2 separate regions of the Mus musculus genome follow, and region 2 is linked to region 1. Evidence: chromatin contacts called from public HiChIP or PLAC-seq data. All regions are on one chromosome and are shown on one strand. The core of a region is the stretch at or near the end of the contact, and the rest is flanking DNA. Distances in the headings are between cores, read along the strand shown. Region 1 has its middle 8.8 kb from the start of Gm47990. Region 2 holds the start of Bmp6 (bone morphogenetic protein 6).

The links. HiChIP or PLAC-seq counts read pairs in DNA pulled down with a chosen protein or histone mark.
Region 2: a contact with region 1 is called in an HNF4G HiChIP or PLAC-seq map of pancreatic cancer cells. The contact joins the promoter of Bmp6 here to the enhancer-like site in region 1. A contact is called at or near these places in 1 of 484 Hi-C or Micro-C datasets (peritoneal macrophages), 4 of 115 datasets of contacts at active chromatin or transcription factors (embryonic fibroblasts, embryonic stem cells and pancreatic cancer cells) and 1 of 9 other capture datasets (adipose tissue).

Annotation. Positions count from the first base shown.
Region 1 is chr13:38,309,391-38,314,031 of GRCm38.p6, reverse strand. No RefSeq gene overlaps it. Among named protein-coding and RNA genes, the nearest start is that of Gm47990, 8.8 kb to the left of the region's middle. Within about 2 kb of position 1,506, at least 51 of the 459 cell types and tissues checked have an H3K27ac peak or open chromatin away from gene starts, as enhancers often do. A contact at or near this core is called in pancreatic cancer cells, where this site is marked.
Region 2 is chr13:38,342,201-38,347,027 of GRCm38.p6, reverse strand. Bmp6 (bone morphogenetic protein 6) reads right to left here and starts at 1,312. Exons shown (of 7, transcript NM_007556.3): 1 at 441-1,312. The coding sequence starts at 1,095. It overlaps Gm47990 (a long non-coding RNA gene), which reads right to left. Exons shown (of 2, transcript XR_003950672.1): 2 at 2,905-3,149.

The DNA.
Region 1 (4,641 bases), core at 257-2,756:
TCTTTGAGGAAGAGGGAGCAGAGAGATTGCAAGTCCCAAAGACGCTAGATGACCTCAAGGAAATGGTTATTTTCTAGATACAACAGGGCAGTTGCACATAAAAACTCACAGAGATTGTGACAGCCCACATGAGACCCGTGCAAACTCAACCCAGATAAAATCCTAGTGGGGAGGTGGCCATGAAGTTCCACCATAGCTACTGAGGGAAAGAAAGTCAATTTTCTCTAAGGGTGTGACCCATGCTCTAGGGAAGGCCCCACACTAAGAATATTTGGATAATACAAACTGGACTTGAAAGTTTTATTTTAGTTTTATTGTTGTTGTTGTTGTTGTTGTTGTTGTTGTTTTTCTTCAGGAGAGAGAACATGAGTCACAAAGGGGGTGAATCTGGGAGGAGCTGGGATGAATATGATAAAAACGCACTGTATGAAATTATCAAATAATAAAAATATTATAGTCTAAAAGACCAGACCTGCAAGAATGAGAAGAGAGAGAGAAAAAGAGAGAGAGCGGGAAGAAGAAGGAGGAGGGGAGGAGGAGGTGAAGAAGGAGAAGAAGGAGGAGAAGGAGAAGAAGAAGGAGAAGGAGAAGGAGGAGAAGGAGAAGGAGGAGGAGAAGGAAGAAGGAAGAAGGAAGAAGGAAGAAGGAAGAAGGAAGAAGGAAGAAGGAAGAAGGAAGAAGGAAGAAGGAAGAAGGAGTAGTAGTGGGGGGTTATTGGGTATGTGCCACATCATCAAAGGAGATTATAGGACACCTTCCTATCTCTCATTTTACCTCATGGCTATCATGACGTAGAAACACCTGGTCTGCCGTGTGTTCTAACTATGATGTACTGTTACACCACAGGCCTAGAGCAGCAGGGCTTATTAGCCATGGGTTGAAACCTCTGAAGCCAAGAGCCAGGAGTAGCCTTTTCTCCTAAAGTTTTTCATTTCAGGGTAGTTTCTCTCCAGTCTTAGAAAGCTGACTCACCCGATGGGACATTTATACTATTCACCGGATCAAGCCTCACTTTATTTATTCAAAATGGAGATGATGGCTACCCCCAGAACATGTGTTTAGGGTGTGGCAATGTCTAGAGTGTAAGGAGCTTTGTCAAAACCAAGGTGTTATAAGGTCAAAATGGCAGCTCGGCCTCAGCTGCTGGGAACAAGCACCCAAACCAATCAGATTGGGTTTGGCAGCACCAAGCCAATCAGATTGCAGTGTCGGCTTAGCAGCGCCAGTCAGAGGTGTCATCTCCATGTTTCCCACCTCCTCTGGGTCGTTCTTTGTCTTCTGCTTCTGTTAAGTTGCTCTTGGTTCTGGCGTTGTTCCTTTAATGAGATGGACCTTTGGTTTGACTAGCCCAGGTCCCTTCCTGTACATACCCTTTGCTAGCCTTGACCTCGTACTATTTGCTAGCTTTCGAAATTTGACATCACCTGGCAATATTAGACTGTCCTAATGTTTCTCACCTCTCAGAAACTGGCAAGCCAGGGCAGTGACTCACCCTCCCAGAGGATAGGGCGAGGCTGCTGAATGTAAACAGAAGGCTAGCAGCACCTGAGTTGTCTCCGGGAGGAGCTCTGGGATCCTTAAAGGTACTGTGGGGTCGGGTTTGAAAGAGATCATTGTGGGCTGCCTCTCACGCCCTCATCAGCTGCAGCATGAAACACTGTCAGAGCTGTGTGGCTCAGCAGCAAGCTCCTTCCAGTTTCGTGGCTATGCAGAGAGATTTCCCCATGTTATGACGGCAGCCATTTAGAAGCAAGATTTTTCTTCTAGTCCACGCCATCTGCTTCCTCCCCTGCCAGCGCACCTTCCTCCACATTCCACACCAGCAAACCGGGAAAGGGAGCAATGGATCAACCAGCAAATGCCTCGCTCACTATTAACCCCATCCCAGTCCTGTCCTGAAGGATAGCCACTAGGAAAAGCTTCAAGTCCCTGTCTAATGGTGCCCTCAGAGGGCTGCCTTAGCCTTGAAGTGGCTTAGGCAATGGTAGCAGTAAGTTCCCACCATCCCTCCCCACCCCCACTCCCCACACATCCCAACACACACACACACACACACACACACACACACACACACACATACACACACACACACACACACACACACACACACACACACACACACAAATACTGGATTTAATGGCCTTATCTCTACTTACAGCTCTACTCACAGTCCAAGATAAAGTATCTAAACAGAGTCTCTGGAATAAAAAGTTAGTAACCAGAGATGTTCAATCGGTGGGAAAAGGAAGGAAAGGGAAGCAGGAGAGAAAGACCAGAGGCAGGGGGAAGAGAGAAGGGTGGCAAGGAAGGAGGGGAGCAAGAGGGAGAGAGAAGAAGGGAGGAAGGGGAAAGAAAGGATGGGGGAGGGGATGTCAGAATGGAGAAGAAAGAATGAGAAGAGGAAAAAGCCAGGGAAGGGAAGAAGGGGAAAGAAGCAATGGTCTTGGCTAAGGTTTCTCTGGTTTGTGGTTACCACACCTCCTTTTGTCACATAGCGTCCGATGAATTCTACGAGACCAACCCTTGTCTGTAAATGAAGTCCCACCCTTTGTTTAAACAAATTCAGGTTGGTTTCTGATAGCTATGGACTATAGTTGGCTTTGGCTCATCCCCTTCCATGTATCTCCCCTTTCTTGGCAACTACCTGTATAGTCCATTCTGCTAACTGCACTTTCTCTTTGGGGAATGTGAGTCCAGAATAGAACTATGACGCAAGTGTATATTAATCAGTATAACCCAACCACAGTTGAAGGTTCATATTGACCTATCAAAAGCAAGATAATATAAAGAGGTTTTAAGAGATCTTCTGGAAATTTCTAGAACAGAGCTCTCACATCTTAAGGAGGAAGCTTATTGATAGCTGTATTATAAACACACAAAAAATATAACGTCATAGAAGGCTAACTGTAAAGTTAGAAAAGGGCTTTATCATATAAAGTATCATTTAACTGTCAAATCAAAGCACTGTTAAAGTCTCTCTTCCTCAGACTGTTCGATGGATCCCCGTAAGAAATGTTTAACTACGTTCTTGAGATGCTGTTCAAACATACGTACTCTCAACTTGGTCAGCGTGTGTTCAGAGAGAATGAAAATAGCATAGGAAAAGAGTCTTTGATTGGAAGGTGGGAGCTTCCAAGATATTAGCTTTCGTTGCCGCTAATTACCTCAGGAACCCCAGACAAGTGATGGGCCATCAAGCCCTGCCGTTTGCTTACAGAAGGATTCCCTTCCAGATCTAACATTCTATGACTTCTTCTGTAGGTCACAAGTGTCAACGTTTATCAATTTCCATGGGAGCAGTTTATAATCATAATAGCTGAATTATACCAGCTTCTCTCTTAGTAATAACACATCAGCAAAAATAAAAACATTTCATTTCTATTAGAACTCTTACCATGAGGCAAGAAACCCAAAACTGTAGTTATGACAGGCAGAGAGGGAAATGAAAGAATTTCCAGCTGCACCCTGTTTATAAAAGCCAATGTACAAAAATCATTCCTGTGTTATAATAACCAAGAAGTCCATGGCTTAGTGGCCCCGCTGGCCACACCCAGCCGAGGAATATCCTTCCCCTGACTTGTATGGTTGTGGTTGGCTCTAACAATGGAAGGAGCGGCTGGCCCATCGGGCTCTCCAAAAGGATCTCAGGGTGTGATATTCAATTCAGGCTGAGTTAGCTGGAGAATGCATGATCTCTTTAGAGTTAGGATTTGTTACTGATATTATTCTTCAAGGCATTTTTTTAATTGTTAGGGATTGTTTTGTTTATTTCTGTGTGGCTTGGTTACTGCTAAGAAAATAAAACTTGCCCCAGCCCTGAAACCCGAAGCTGAGACTCCAGGTTCTCTCAATGGAAAGAATAACAAAACCCAAACCAGTACAACTGACTTGTATCACAAAGAGCGCATAGAAGAGAGAGAGAGAGTAAGTCTGTATGTGTATATGTGTGTGTATGTGTGTGTGTGTAGGTCTGTGCGTGTGGATGTGTTATGTGTGGTGTGTGGTGTGTGAGTGTGAGTGTGTGTGTGTGTCTTAGACCCACCACTTGGGAGTCAAGCTAGAAACAGGCATACAGACCTACTTTTACCAGAAATTTCCAAATAGTCAAGCATAAAACAGGTTTCAGTACACACTCTTCAAAAAGCCTCTCCCCGAGAGACTTAAACATCACTGAGAAGAAGGTCAACCATGAGCTCAAAAGAACAAAGCAGGGAAAGTTCCTAGATCATTATTTGGTCTCTTACCGAGGATGTACCATCTGACAGCATCGGTGTATCGGGACAAGTTTAAGACTGATATCTAACTGTGCTTGGGAAAATAACACTGGAGAAAAGTATAATGTAAAGAAGCAATGTGGTATACATTTCTTTTTTTTTTCTATTTTTTATTAGGTATTTAGCTCATTTACATTTCCAATGCTATACCAAAAGTCCCCCATACCCACCCACCCCCACTCCCCTGCCCACCCACTCCCCCTTTTTGGCCCTGGTGTTCCCCTGTACTGGGGCATATAAAGTTTGCAAGTCCAATGGGCCTCTCTTTCCAGTGATGGCCGACTAGGCCATCTTTTGATACATATGCAGCTAGAGTCAAGAGCTCCGGGGTACTGGTTAGTTCATAATGTTGTTCCACCTATAGGGT
Region 2 (4,827 bases), core at 63-2,562, 33 kb before region 1:
CAGATCAGGTTCTCGGAGTTCTCAACTGCTGGGGGATTCCCTGACGGTCACTATGGGTAAAGCGGCACTCCGAACGTCCAGGGGGCAATGGAGGACAGTTCAGAGGGGAAAGAGTGCAGAGGACCTTATTCTTAGGAACCTTGGCCAAACTCATTTGCGTTGAAGTGGCCCGAGCTCGTCAGAAATAAGAATACAGGGAAAAGTGCCCCATGTTCCCCGAAAAAGACAACCTCTGCGGGCACCTCTGCGTGTTCCAGCTCCTCCCATTGCAGCGGAGCGCAGGCGAGCACTCGGCCGCGCAGGTGTCCGGAGCACCAGCTGTCCCACATCCCCGCCGCGCGCGCACGCGCGCGCTCCTCCACCTCTTCCCACCACCTGAGCCCAGGAGACTGCAAAGGAGGGATCTACCCTCCGCGCGATGCTACCCCCAAAATCCTTACCCAGGTTCACAAAGCTCATGACCATGTCCGCGTCGTTGAGGAAAGCGCTGTCCTGCGCGCTAGTCAGTGGGGACGCACCGCCACCGGGTCCCGGGGCCAGGAGACTCTTGCGGTTCAAGGAGTGTGCAGCGCCGGGAGACGGCTGCCTGAGCTGGGACGAGCTGGCCCCTCCGTGGGACCCAGGCTCTTGCCCCACACCCTCCGATGCCCCATCCTCTTCGTCGTCATTGGACAGGGCGTTGTAGAGATCCAGCATGAAGAGTGGAGCGGACTTCAGCCGCCCTGGAGGGGGCTCCTCGCGGGCCGTCTGCTGCTGCTGCTGCTGCTGCTGCTGCTGTGGCGGGAGCACCGGGGGCTGAGGCTGCTGGAGACCGTGCAGGGGCCGCGGCCTGTGCGGGAGCCCCAGCACCGACAGGATCTCCTTTTGCATCTCCCGCTTCTCGTGGGTCTTGAGCCGCCGATAGAGGAAGCCCGAAGAAGAGGACTGTGGCGGTGGCTGCTCAGCGCGCACCGGGCTCCCGCCGGCTCCCAGCAGCTGCCCCCCGGCGGCGGCCGCGGCTACCGGCAGAGGGGGCCGCAGTGGCGGGGGGCCGCAGCTGCACAGCAACCCCCACCACCAGCACAGCCACTGCGCCCTCCGCCCCAGCCCGGGCATCGCCGCCCAGCCCGGCTGCCCCCGCGGGGCCCGCGAGGCGTCGAGCGGCGGAGCGAGGCCGGAGCGCGGAGGCTGTGGCCCTCGGAGTGGGCAGCCCCCGCCACCTCTCGGCGGGCTCTCTTCCCGGTCCTGGCACTCAGTCCTTATCTCTCATGGTCATCCGCGGCGCCCCCAGAAGCCCGGGTGGAGAAGAGACGACGGGGCGACGGCCAGGATCCTCCACTCTCCCGCAGGTCTCTGGAGGCGCACGGGCTGAGTGAGCCAGGTGTGTCCTAGGCAGGACTGCGCTGCAGCCGGCGTCCCCGGGCGGGTCACGGCACGGTCACTCGCAGTCTGCACACGTGCGCTGCCCTGAACCCTCAGAGGCGGCTGGCCGAGGGGGGCCGGAGACGACAGATCAAGAGGTGGAGGCGATGCCGGGCACCATCCCCTCGCACGCCTCTCCTGGCTTGTAGGACAGTCGTGAAGTTTACTCCCCTGTGGGTCCCAGGCTGTGGCGTCCCTGCGTCCTAAAAAGCCAATTTTCTCCGCGCGGTTTTAACTTCCCTCTGGTCCGAAACTCAGCGCCCCTCCGCCTTCGGGCACCGTCTCTCCCCCTCGGAATCTCCGCGCGCCTCCCCAAGTGGAGGCGGCCACGATCTAGCTTTCCTCTCGGCAGTCTCTCGGGTGCCCGGAGGATCCCGCTCTCCGAGGCGATGAGAGAGACGAGGAGCGGAACTCGGAACGCAGGCTGCGGCGTCGGCTCGGGGATTCGCAGTCTCCCGCCTCTGCGCACTGCGCTCCCGGCCGCCGCCAACGTGGGCTTTCTGCTGCGCGTCTCGCTCAGGTACCGCACTCAAGCCCAGGAACGCCCTGCCCTACTCGGTAACGGACAGGCTACCAGCCAATGGAGAGGTGACTCTTGCGGGCTATTTACATAGGCCCACCCCCTTCTTTCACCCTCCCTTCTCCCAGGGCCTTGCCTCTGCCTAGCGAGCGTAGGTTTCTAGCACACAGAATTCTTGGAGGCATCAGGAGTTGCTTGGGCGGGTAAGAAAGGCAAAGAGGTCATTGCTAGGAAGACAGATCCGATCACGACCCCGATCTAAACTTTCTTCTTCCTCTGCTAAATAAAAGCAAACACAGCTATTTAATCCATGCCGTTACCGAAGGAGAAAATAGTATGACAGTTTTCTCCTTCTCTGCTCAGTTTCTCTTATTGATGGAATGTAGGCGTTTAGCAGACACGTGGCTCTCAAAGGCAGCTGCTGTAAGTTAAGACACACCCTGCGAGGAAGCTGCTCACACACTAGCTGCAAAGAGGGCAGGACAAGCCAAACCAGAGTCCTGGAGGTTTCCAGTCGGATATTTCAATTTATTTCTTCGTTTGGGCTGCATTTGAGTTCTTAAACTACAACCCAAACGAAAGGGGTTACGATCTGCTAGTGTTACGAGGAAAGCCTTCCCCATCCTCTTGCTAGTCTCTCAATGCAGTTGCCGTTGGCAATTGCATCTTAATGAGCTGAAATGCAATTATTAGACACACCGTTCCAGGTAAAACGTAAAGACGGTGGTAAAGATGGCCTTCAGCCAGGGCAGAAGCCTGGAAAGTATAGAAAATAGCCAGGATAATAAACAGGGCCCTCAACACAGGTTGCTTCTATCCTTGAACAAACTGGGACCACTCCCAACACTGCCTTCTACCAATAAACATGTCAATTCATGGCTCAAATGGCCACTCATCTCTAGATGGTAGAAGCAAATGCCCTTTAAACATGTGAGTCTTTCACCTGACAAGAATGGAAGGATTAGGAAAGAAAATAAGCCACCCACTTTCAGTATTGGTTTATGGGGTCTGAAACATTTTAGATAATTGTTGCTAGGATGCTAGAGACATCAAAAGCGTGCACCGTTTCTTCTGTCCAGGACACTGTACAAGTATGAAGTCACTGCTGTGCTGCTAGAGAGGCCAGGAACTCCACTCAGAAGATCTGAAGTCACAACAAGTACTCATGAGCTTCAAGCTGGGGGCCTCCTCCTTGCACACACTCAGCCACATCTTCTTTGTAAGAGGTCTGACAAGACACATGCGGAATAAAAGAAGCGCAAATTATAAGGGCAGTGAAGACAACACTGGAATCTGTAAAAATAGAAAAACAAACTAAGCCCTAAAGGTACTCCATTAGGGAGTGCCATTTAAAACACAAAAGTGGGCTTGTGGGCTGGTGAGATGGCTCATTGGGTAAGAGCACCTGACTGCTCTTCCGAAGGTCAGGAGTTCAAATCCCAGCAACCACATGGTGGCTCACAACCATCCATAACGAGATCTGACTCCCTCTTCTGGAGTGTCTGAGGACAGCTACAGTGTATTTACATATAATAAATAAATAAATAAATCTTTTTTTAAAAAGCGAGCTTGTGACTCATTTGGGGTATATGACTCTGTGAAAATGAGCCTAGTGAAGAACAGACATGTAGGGCTACACTACTGCCCCCTCTGTAGGGTTCCCCCCCCCTTGTGGCGTGAGTCTAAAATGACATGTAGTGAAGTATTATCAACCACAGTCCTTAACAGCATCTCTAACTCAGGCCTGTCACAGACTCCCCACCCCTACCAAGAGGAATTCTGTTCTCAAAGAATAGTGCTAAAATAAGGGGGTGTTTGGGGGGTGTCTTCAGGTGGTGAGTATGAGAGTCTGAGGAAGCCCCCCCCCCCAAAAAATGTGAGGTAAGATGTCATAAGGTCAGTGACATTCAGCCAAAGGTCACAAGAGATGTGTTCTGCATGTCTATGGTGCACTCTCAACCTGGACATGCCATATTTACAGGAAGCAGGCAGCCAAGCACTTGGGCCCACCTAGTTCAAAGGGATGAATAAAGAGGTATAATCCTAAGAGTTCAATGACATCAGACTGGGACCACAGCTTCTCTATGTATGTCAAGTGAAACTCGGGGTGGAAAGAGAACCTTCATCCATGTCCCTCCCGCTCCTGTTTTCCTGACCACATCCCATTAGAGACTCCACGTGGCCCGGAGGTGTCAGAGCAGAGGACTAGCACAAAGCACACGTGTGATTCTAAGTGGATACAGAATAATGGCATTGAAGGAACTTGTTTGAGCAGGTCTGCCTCCAGAGTTCACTGGAACCTGTGAACACTTGGAGAAAATCAGAGGCCACTTCGCCCCCTGCAGGACACCAAAATATTACTGCCCCTTCCTCTGTAAACCCAGACAAGTTTCCCTCACTTTTCTCTGAGCATCTCTCAAGCATTTGGGGGTTGGGGGCGGGGGCAGAGGAGAAATCTCGTCAAGAAGCCAGATGTGTGAGCCAACCCATAGCAAACATCTGGTTGCTTGGCTGACATTTCATGCAGATGGCCTCAGTCTCTGGAAATAGGTTGTCTGTCCCACCCTTGCCCCACTTCACGAAGTGAAGATGGCCTCACCATAAAGCACAAATTTGTTCCACACGTTTGGTGATACTAGAGACAGGGTGGGAATTCTCACGGGGACACAGAGTAACTCACAGAAAATTCTTAAAAATGCCTACTTTCAAAGTGGTTCCTTACCAGTTGTGGAGAGCTCTATGTTTACAATGTGTTTGGCCTAATAAATTCTGATTTGAAAAGATGGTGCTTGTTAATTTAACATGCCAAATATCCTTGTTTCAAAATGATACTGCTTATCCATTTGATATGCTAAGTGCTCTGTTCTTGCCCATAAACCACATCATTAACAATACACTACAAGTAA